2 separate regions of the Sus scrofa genome follow, and region 2 is linked to region 1. The links are chromatin contacts, called in public HiChIP or PLAC-seq maps. All regions are on one chromosome and are shown on one strand. The core of a region is the stretch at or near the end of the contact, and the rest is flanking DNA. Distances in the headings are between cores, read along the strand shown.

Region 1 (3,652 bases), core at 348-2,847:
ATAAATAAGATGTTATATGTGGCCTCTAAAATACTTTATTGGAATAAAATAGTTACTCTCTCTTTATTGGCTATTTATTCAACTCAATTAAGATTAATTTTTAATTTTATTTTTGTGAATTATTTGACTTCCAGGTACTTGTCCTTTTCTTTTAAAATTTATAATTAATCTTCATTATTGAAACTTAAAGTAATTAGAATGTTGAAGGTATGATAACTGTATTATTAAAATGCTCATTAGGCTCTGCAGTAATGTATCCCAGGAAGCACTGTATAACTGTTGACAGAAACAGTCCTTATTTGGTATATTCTCAGATTCAGTGTCTTAGCTGTTTTTGAGATACTGCAGTGGAATTTTTATGTTTAATTTTTAGCTAGTAATAGAGTTTCTGAAGCCTCTTGTTTTGCTTTGTTTACAACTCAACAAAAAGGAAAGGGGTGCCACCTATTGAATCTCTGCCAGCATTTCCTCTTGCATACTGGAAATGTAAGATAACTCCCAAATGTGATTTCTTAGTGAGGAGTCCACTGTATTTGAGAGTCTTTCTGTAGCTGAAGACCTGACCATGTACTAACATGGTGCTAGAATTGCTCAGAACATTTTAAAATTGTATTCTTTAGGTGAGAATATTCCCTCATCACTTCCTCTTTGTTATTCTTAGTAAACAACTCATTTAGGACTATTGCTATTTCCTCTTGACATATTACACAGTCTTTTTTTTTGGATCTAGCTCATTGTTACGTTTTTCCTTTTATAAACTACTCAGCTTTTGAATTAGAAGTCAAATTTTGTAGGAGGATATTTGTGGCAGAAAAGAGTTACCTAAAAACTAATGACAAAATTGGGATAACACTTCAACAAAATTGCTTTAAAAAAATCAGTGAGGTATTTTTAGATAAAAAGGTAAAAAATACTTAAGAATGAAGTAGTGGAGAACACTTTACAGTGATCTTAAGTATTTACCAAAATGAAGTATTTTAGAAGCCACATAGTTTTAGTTGAAAATTGAAACAACTCAAAATGTTTATTTTCAAAACTGGAGGGATTTACCCAGAATTCTGTACGGGGAGAAAACACCAGTATGTTTTTGGCTCTTTTTGTACTGTCACTAGGTATTTTAACTCTTTTTGGATATAATGCTTCATTTACAAAATTGAGTAGCATTCTAGTGTCCAACACTTGAGTGCTTACTATATGACAAATATTGTTCTAAGCATTTAAAATGAATTCATTTAATCTCCACAAAATTATTTTTTTGTTTTTTTGCTTTTTAGGGCCGCACCCTCGGCATGTGGAGGTTCCCAGGCTAGGGGTCCAATCAGAGCTACAGCTGCCAGCCTACACCACAGCCACAGCAACGCCAGATCCAAGCCACATCTGTGGCCTACACCACAGTTCATGGCAACACCGGATCCTTAACTCATGAAGGAGGCCAGGGATCTAACCTAAAACCTCATGGTTCCTAGTCAGATTCATTTCTGCTGCACCACGACAGGAACTCCTAATCTTCGCAAAATTCTGAAATTGGTTCTATTACTGTGTTCATTTTACAGATGAAGAAATCATTGCACAGAAAAGATAAGTAACTTCCCTAAGGTCACACAGCTACGAAATAGCAGAGCTTGGATTCAAACACTTGAATTCTGACTCCAGAGTCTCACTGTGCCGTGCTATTTTCTAGTCTTCTCTATCTCCTCCATTAATAGTTTATTTTTCTGTAACTTTTCATGATTTTAAAAGCACTTTCACATCTTGAGTCTCACAACAACCTTATGAGTTAGGTAGGATAGGTATTTTTATTAGCCTTATTTACAGATGAGGAAACAGATGAAGCTGAGAGATTAGTATCTGAAAGGTATCAAAACTGGGACTCAGATACAGCTATTTAAAGCCATCATTTATTTTTCCATATCATTCCACTTCCAGAAAAGCTGGGCTTTGGTGAGTTGAGGTGTGGCTTTGAATACTGGCTCTAATATTTGCTGGTTGAGTAGTTTTGTTAAGTAACTACTCTGGATGTCAATTTCCAGATCTATAAAATGAGAATAATACAGGCCTCCTATACTAAGGACTGTTGTGATATCTAAAGGAAATTATGCATGTAAATTTTATCATAGTGTTAGGCTTGCAATAGGCTATCTTGTTGTTTATTAATAACTTGAAATAGAAACTGAGGATAGGAGTACCCGCGGGGCTTAAGTACGGTCATTGTTTTGCAACCATCATCACTGTCCATCTCCAGAAATATTTTTATCTTGTAAAAATTGTTTGCATCTTTAAAAGATATTTGAAGATTGCTCTGTGAAGGCAGGAATGTGGCTGGATCTAGAAGTGCCACCGTATTTGTAATAGGCATGTTGCTGCTTTGCTGGGGGAGGGTGTCTGTCATATCTCTCTGAAGAGCTCATAAGAGTAGGTATTGGAGAACATCACCAGCAGATTCTCTATGGCATCAGAAAGCCAGTCTGGCTGCATACCCTGCTTGCTTGTTGGCTTTGACTGTTCCACCGGTTTGGGGAAAATGCAATTGGAGGGTTGACTGGGGGTGAAAATTACCTAGTAGCACAGAGTAAGTCAAACTGGGGACCCTTAGGCAGCTAGCCTCTCAAAAGGAGGAAGTGAGGGAAGATGAAGGCCCCTTATGCTGCCTTGTCTCAGTCAGATTGGTGAATGTTAAGGTGAGTGTTTCAATGAGAAGTAGAAGCCTCTTGAAGGGTCTACAAGCAGTCTTATTAAGGCATCACTGAAGCCTAGAATATTACTCCTTTGTTGCAGAGCTGAAATTATGAGGAAAATATGTTTTCTGCACACCTCTTCAAATGAAAGTCATAAGAACATTTATGTTTGAACTTGATGATCTGAGAGTCCTTCTAATTCTAAAATTCTGTAATTTCTTTTGAAATTCAAAACTCAAAGAAAATTTATGCTCATAGTGCATAATTCTCTTGAATCTAAAGAATCAGTACAGGCATAGAAACTGCTCATCTTATTTATAGGAGTTGAAGTCTAGCAAATGGGATGTTTGGGGACTTTTATGTTGAGCAGAAGTTACATGTCTACATATTTGGTTGTCAAACTTACTTGTAAAAATAAGGAAGATAGGAAGCTCTTTGTCTATTTAACATTTATAGCTGCTAGAACTGCTGAATTTTATTTTATTTATTTATTTATTTATTTATTTTGTCTTTTTGCCTTTTCTAGGGCCGCTCCCTCGGCATATGGAAGTTCCCAGGCTAGGGGTCTAATCAGAGCTATAGCCACCAGCAGTGAGGGATCCAAGCTGTGTCTGCAACCTACACCACAGCTCATGGCAATTCCGGATCCTTAACCCACTGAGCAAGGCCAGAGATCGAACCCTCAACCTCATGGTTCCTAGTCGGATTCGTTAACCACTTCACCACGATGGGAACTCCTGAATTTTATTTTTAAAATAGCTTTATTGAGATATAATTCATATAACATATAATTCACTCATTTGAAGCAAACCATTCAGTACTTTTACATGATTAAAGTTGTGGTTAAAAAAATAGAGAGAGAGAGCCTTCCCACTGTGGCACAGTGGGTTAATGATCCTGCTCATTTCTGTGGCATTACTGGTTTGATCCCCACCCAGCAGTGTGTAATGAATCCATTGTTGCCACTGCTGTGGCAT
Region 2 (3,652 bases), core at 654-3,153, 80 kb after region 1:
GAGTATGCAAGGGCTTTGGAACCAAAAAGAGCTGGATTCATTTTCTGGCTTTGCCACTTACTGTGACTTTGGGTAAAAAACATAGCCTCTCTGAGCCTCAATTTTCAGATCTGTGAAATGCAGGATAAGACAAGTATAGGTTATGTTAGAGAGCAGTTAAATATAAAAATAGAATGTATAGGGGAGAAATTATATGTATATAATCCCTGGAGGTGCACAGATTGGTAGTTGCTGTCATCCCTTATTGACCTATTCCCAGTTTGATTGCAAAATAGGTTTATAATGATTTAAAAATTTGCCCAGCTATTTAGCAATCAGTAACTAAGCAGTTAGGCCACTTTTAAATTCTGTAAACCAAGAGGAAAGTTAATTGTTATAATTTAACTTCTTGAATTAATGGGAATACTGGTAGAAAACATTAAATATGTTCCATTGTACAGAGAAAGGCTTTTTTCAAATAGCGCAGCTGTCAGATACCTGCATAGAGTGCTTAAATTGGGTGGGTTTTGAAGTCCAGGGTATTTTATTCCAGAGTAACAGTTTGTCAGCACTAGCCAGATGTGAGTTCCTGCCTCTGCACTGCTGTCCTGAGCCCTGTCAGTTGAGATCTAGGCAATGGCAGGGAGTGTACAAATGGCTTTTTCTGAGCCTTCTTGTGTGTTAACACTCCGCGAGCAGTGCTTTCTGATAAGCACTCCTTTCAGCCTGTGCCCTGTTATTATCCCTTCTGTTTTTGTGAGGAAACTGAGGCCTAGGTAAGTTAATAGGTGTCAGGACTCGGAAGCCTGATTCCAAAACCCATGTTCTGCTGTCTTCCATAGGTGGGCTGTGTTTGTTTGGTCATTATTTTTGTTTTTCACATTTTAAAGGTTGTATCAGAAAATCAGATCACCCTGAGTTGCATTTAATTAAATTAACAAAAACAGATCCTTGAGAATTGGAAGGGGGGTTAGCTGTTTTTAATTATGTGGTATTTTAGGAATATTTTACCGTACTACTTAGAGAACAATTACTACAGCTAACATTTAATTAAAATACTTTGTGTATATATATCTATGTATACTGGTTTTCTTCTAGGGCCAATTTTTATTTTTTTAAAAAACAAGTAATATTCTTGAATAAACTAGTTTAACATGAAATGTGGGGTTTTTTGGTCTACCAAATAAAGCATGCTTAGGAGGTTAGTAAGGAAGATTTTTATTTTAATATTACTGCTGTCTTCATCTTCTTTTTCTTTTTCTTTTTTTTTTCTTTCATTGACTGGAAAAGAAAGATTTGTTTTCTTGCCTGATATGATAAGCATGTTTTGCCAAATTTATGCACGATTAACCAGTTTCTATTAAAACTCTCTTCTGGAGTTAGATATCCATATAACTTCGTATTTCCTCCCATATCTAACCGCTTGCTTCCAAGCTTTTAACTCTTCGTCTTTTATGCCCTTATCTTTTTACATTTAAATCAGGTACTTCTCTGCTCCCTTTCACTTGCTCTTTTTCTGTCATTCTTTCTCTTGCTACCCTGTCTAAACCAGGCCCTAGAGAAACAGAAAGAATACATTGGCTGCCTCAGGAATGAGCGGGATACGCTCAGAGAGGAGCTGGCCGGCCTGAAGGAGGCAGCGAAGACGGGAGAGGTACGTTCGCCTCACCCGAGGCCAGGCCCTCACTGCTTTGTTCTTCCTTCCTCCCTCCCATCCTGTCAGCTTTCTAGCCTGAGTACCAACCACAGTGCTCATTCTCCAGCCCAAATGTGGTGGGTGTAAGTCCTCTCTCTATAAGGGCTAGATTCCCTGTAGCTAGTCCTGACCAGGTTCTGCCTGTGGCAAGCACATGCCATGCGTGACAGGGTCACCTCGCTGCTGCATGCTGCTTCCCTGTGGGCCGTCTTATGTGATGATGGTTTGTTCTTCCCCACAGAAACATGGCTTAGTCATCATCCCCGATGGCACACCCAATGGCGATGTCCACCACGAGCCAGTGGTCGGAGCTATCACTGTCGTGTCTCAGGAAGCCGCTCAGGTCCTAGAGTCAGCAGGAGAAGGGCCACTAGGTGAGATCCCAGCTGCTGCGCAGACTTGAAGTAATGTCATCCTCTTGGATTTGCAGCCTGTTCACACCCTTTCTTGGAAAACAAAAACAAACCTGGACTGTCTGAGCCTTATCTCCATCCCAAACAGGAAGAAATGTGGACAGACTGTCTTCAGATGTCTTTGGCCTTGGGAAACCAACATCTGGTTCATTGTCAGCCAGTCAATGTAACTATAAGGTCCCTGGTTGGAAGCACTGGGTGTATATAACATACTGCTTTCTCTTTTTCTTTCTTTTTTTTTTTTTTTGGTCTTTTGTGTCCATTTAGGGCTGCACCCGCAGCATATGACGGTTCCCAGGGAAGGGGTCCAATCGGAGCTGTAGCTGCCAGCCTACGCCACAGCCACAGCAACATGGGATCCAAGCCACATCTGCGACCTACACCACAGCTCACGGCAACCCTGGATCCTTAACCCACTGAGTGAGGCCAGGGATCAAACCTGCAACCTCATGGTTCCTAGTCGGATTCATTTCCACTGCACCATGGTGGGAATTCCTGCTTTTTCACTTATATACAACCTTCTGCAAAGAGAGAATCCAGCACATCCACCCAAGAGAACCAGTGGGCTGATAGGTGACTTCTGGAGTATGTTTTAAGTTTGTTCTTCCTGGAGCATCTGGTTTTCTGTTCTACTTATCCCAGGATTCTGTAGCTCTTTTCCACTGCATTTCTTAAGGCCAGAAACAGATGACTAAGGAGAGCTCAGAGGAGTTTTATTCCATAGCAGGTCTTCTGAGCCTCTTAAGGTCTAAGCCTCTTACATTTAACCCTTTGAGAACTATTGACAGCTCTTTCAGGAAATCACCCAGATGCCCATCCTCGCCTCCAATAAGAATCCTGTTCTAGAGAAGAATGGTACAGGTAGATAGTGTATAATCAGCTCACTTTTATATTAAAAAGAACAATCTTTTTTTCCTTCTTCAAGTCTTTTTTCATATACTTGTAGGTTTCCTAGAGGAATGGATGTACCATGAGTGGGGTTGGGGGACAACCAAAACACTTAACTAATTAAAGGCATGTTCTCTAACGTATGGAATTCTAGAAGTGTAACCATGGAGCATGTTGATAGATCAGAGGATGCTGGCGAGGCGAGCGGGAGTGGCTGTGGCAAAAGAACTGAGTGCACGGCCATGGGAGGAGCTTGTGGGGAACGCTGGCTTGTGGGTGTCAGGTTCTTTTTAAAACCTCCTCTGTAGGTGTCCCCTCAGTCCAGGTGGCCAATTTTACTGCATGTTGGGAAGAAGCAGCCCTCTCCCAAGCCAGGAGCACTCCTGGTGCTCAGCTTAGCTCTGGATGGCCCAGGTCTTAGCGTTGGTCCCCTTCCCTCCCCCATGCCAGCTTTCATGGGCCTGTGCTTTTTCCATCATTATGTTCTCTGTTTGCTTTGCTCAGGCATCCCTTCTCAGTCCCATTCTTAGCCTCCGTCTTTTCTCCCATATTTTATTTTCTCTGCTAAGGGCTTAAGCCTGTGGTAGTACCCTGGGCTTCAAGTTGAGTTGTCTGCTGACTGGTAAAACTTGCAAATTTTGAAACAAGGAAATGATCTTTATACTTGAGTTTGTCT

What was found. HiChIP or PLAC-seq counts read pairs in DNA pulled down with a chosen protein or histone mark.
Region 2: a contact with region 1 is called in an H3K27ac HiChIP or PLAC-seq map of alveolar macrophages. The contact joins two enhancer-like sites. A contact is called at or near these places in 2 of 2 datasets of contacts at active chromatin or transcription factors (alveolar macrophages and skeletal muscle).

What each region holds. Positions count from the first base shown.
Region 1 is chr13:21,697,789-21,701,440 of Sscrofa11.1, forward strand. The region is part of intron 2 of LRRFIP2 (leucine-rich repeat flightless-interacting protein 2); the gene reads left to right. Among named protein-coding and RNA genes, the nearest start is that of LRRFIP2, 33 kb to the left of the region's middle. Within about 2 kb of position 1,598, at least 6 of the 83 cell types and tissues checked have an H3K27ac peak or open chromatin away from gene starts, as enhancers often do. A contact at or near this core is called in alveolar macrophages, where this site is marked.
Region 2 is chr13:21,777,263-21,780,914 of Sscrofa11.1, forward strand. LRRFIP2 (leucine-rich repeat flightless-interacting protein 2) reads left to right here. Exons shown (of 29, transcript XM_021071626.1): 23 at 1,532-1,633; 24 at 1,917-2,049. Among named protein-coding and RNA genes, the nearest start is that of MLH1, 99 kb to the right of the region's middle. Within about 2 kb of position 1,904, at least 3 of the 83 cell types and tissues checked have an H3K27ac peak or open chromatin away from gene starts, as enhancers often do. A contact at or near this core is called in alveolar macrophages, where this site is marked.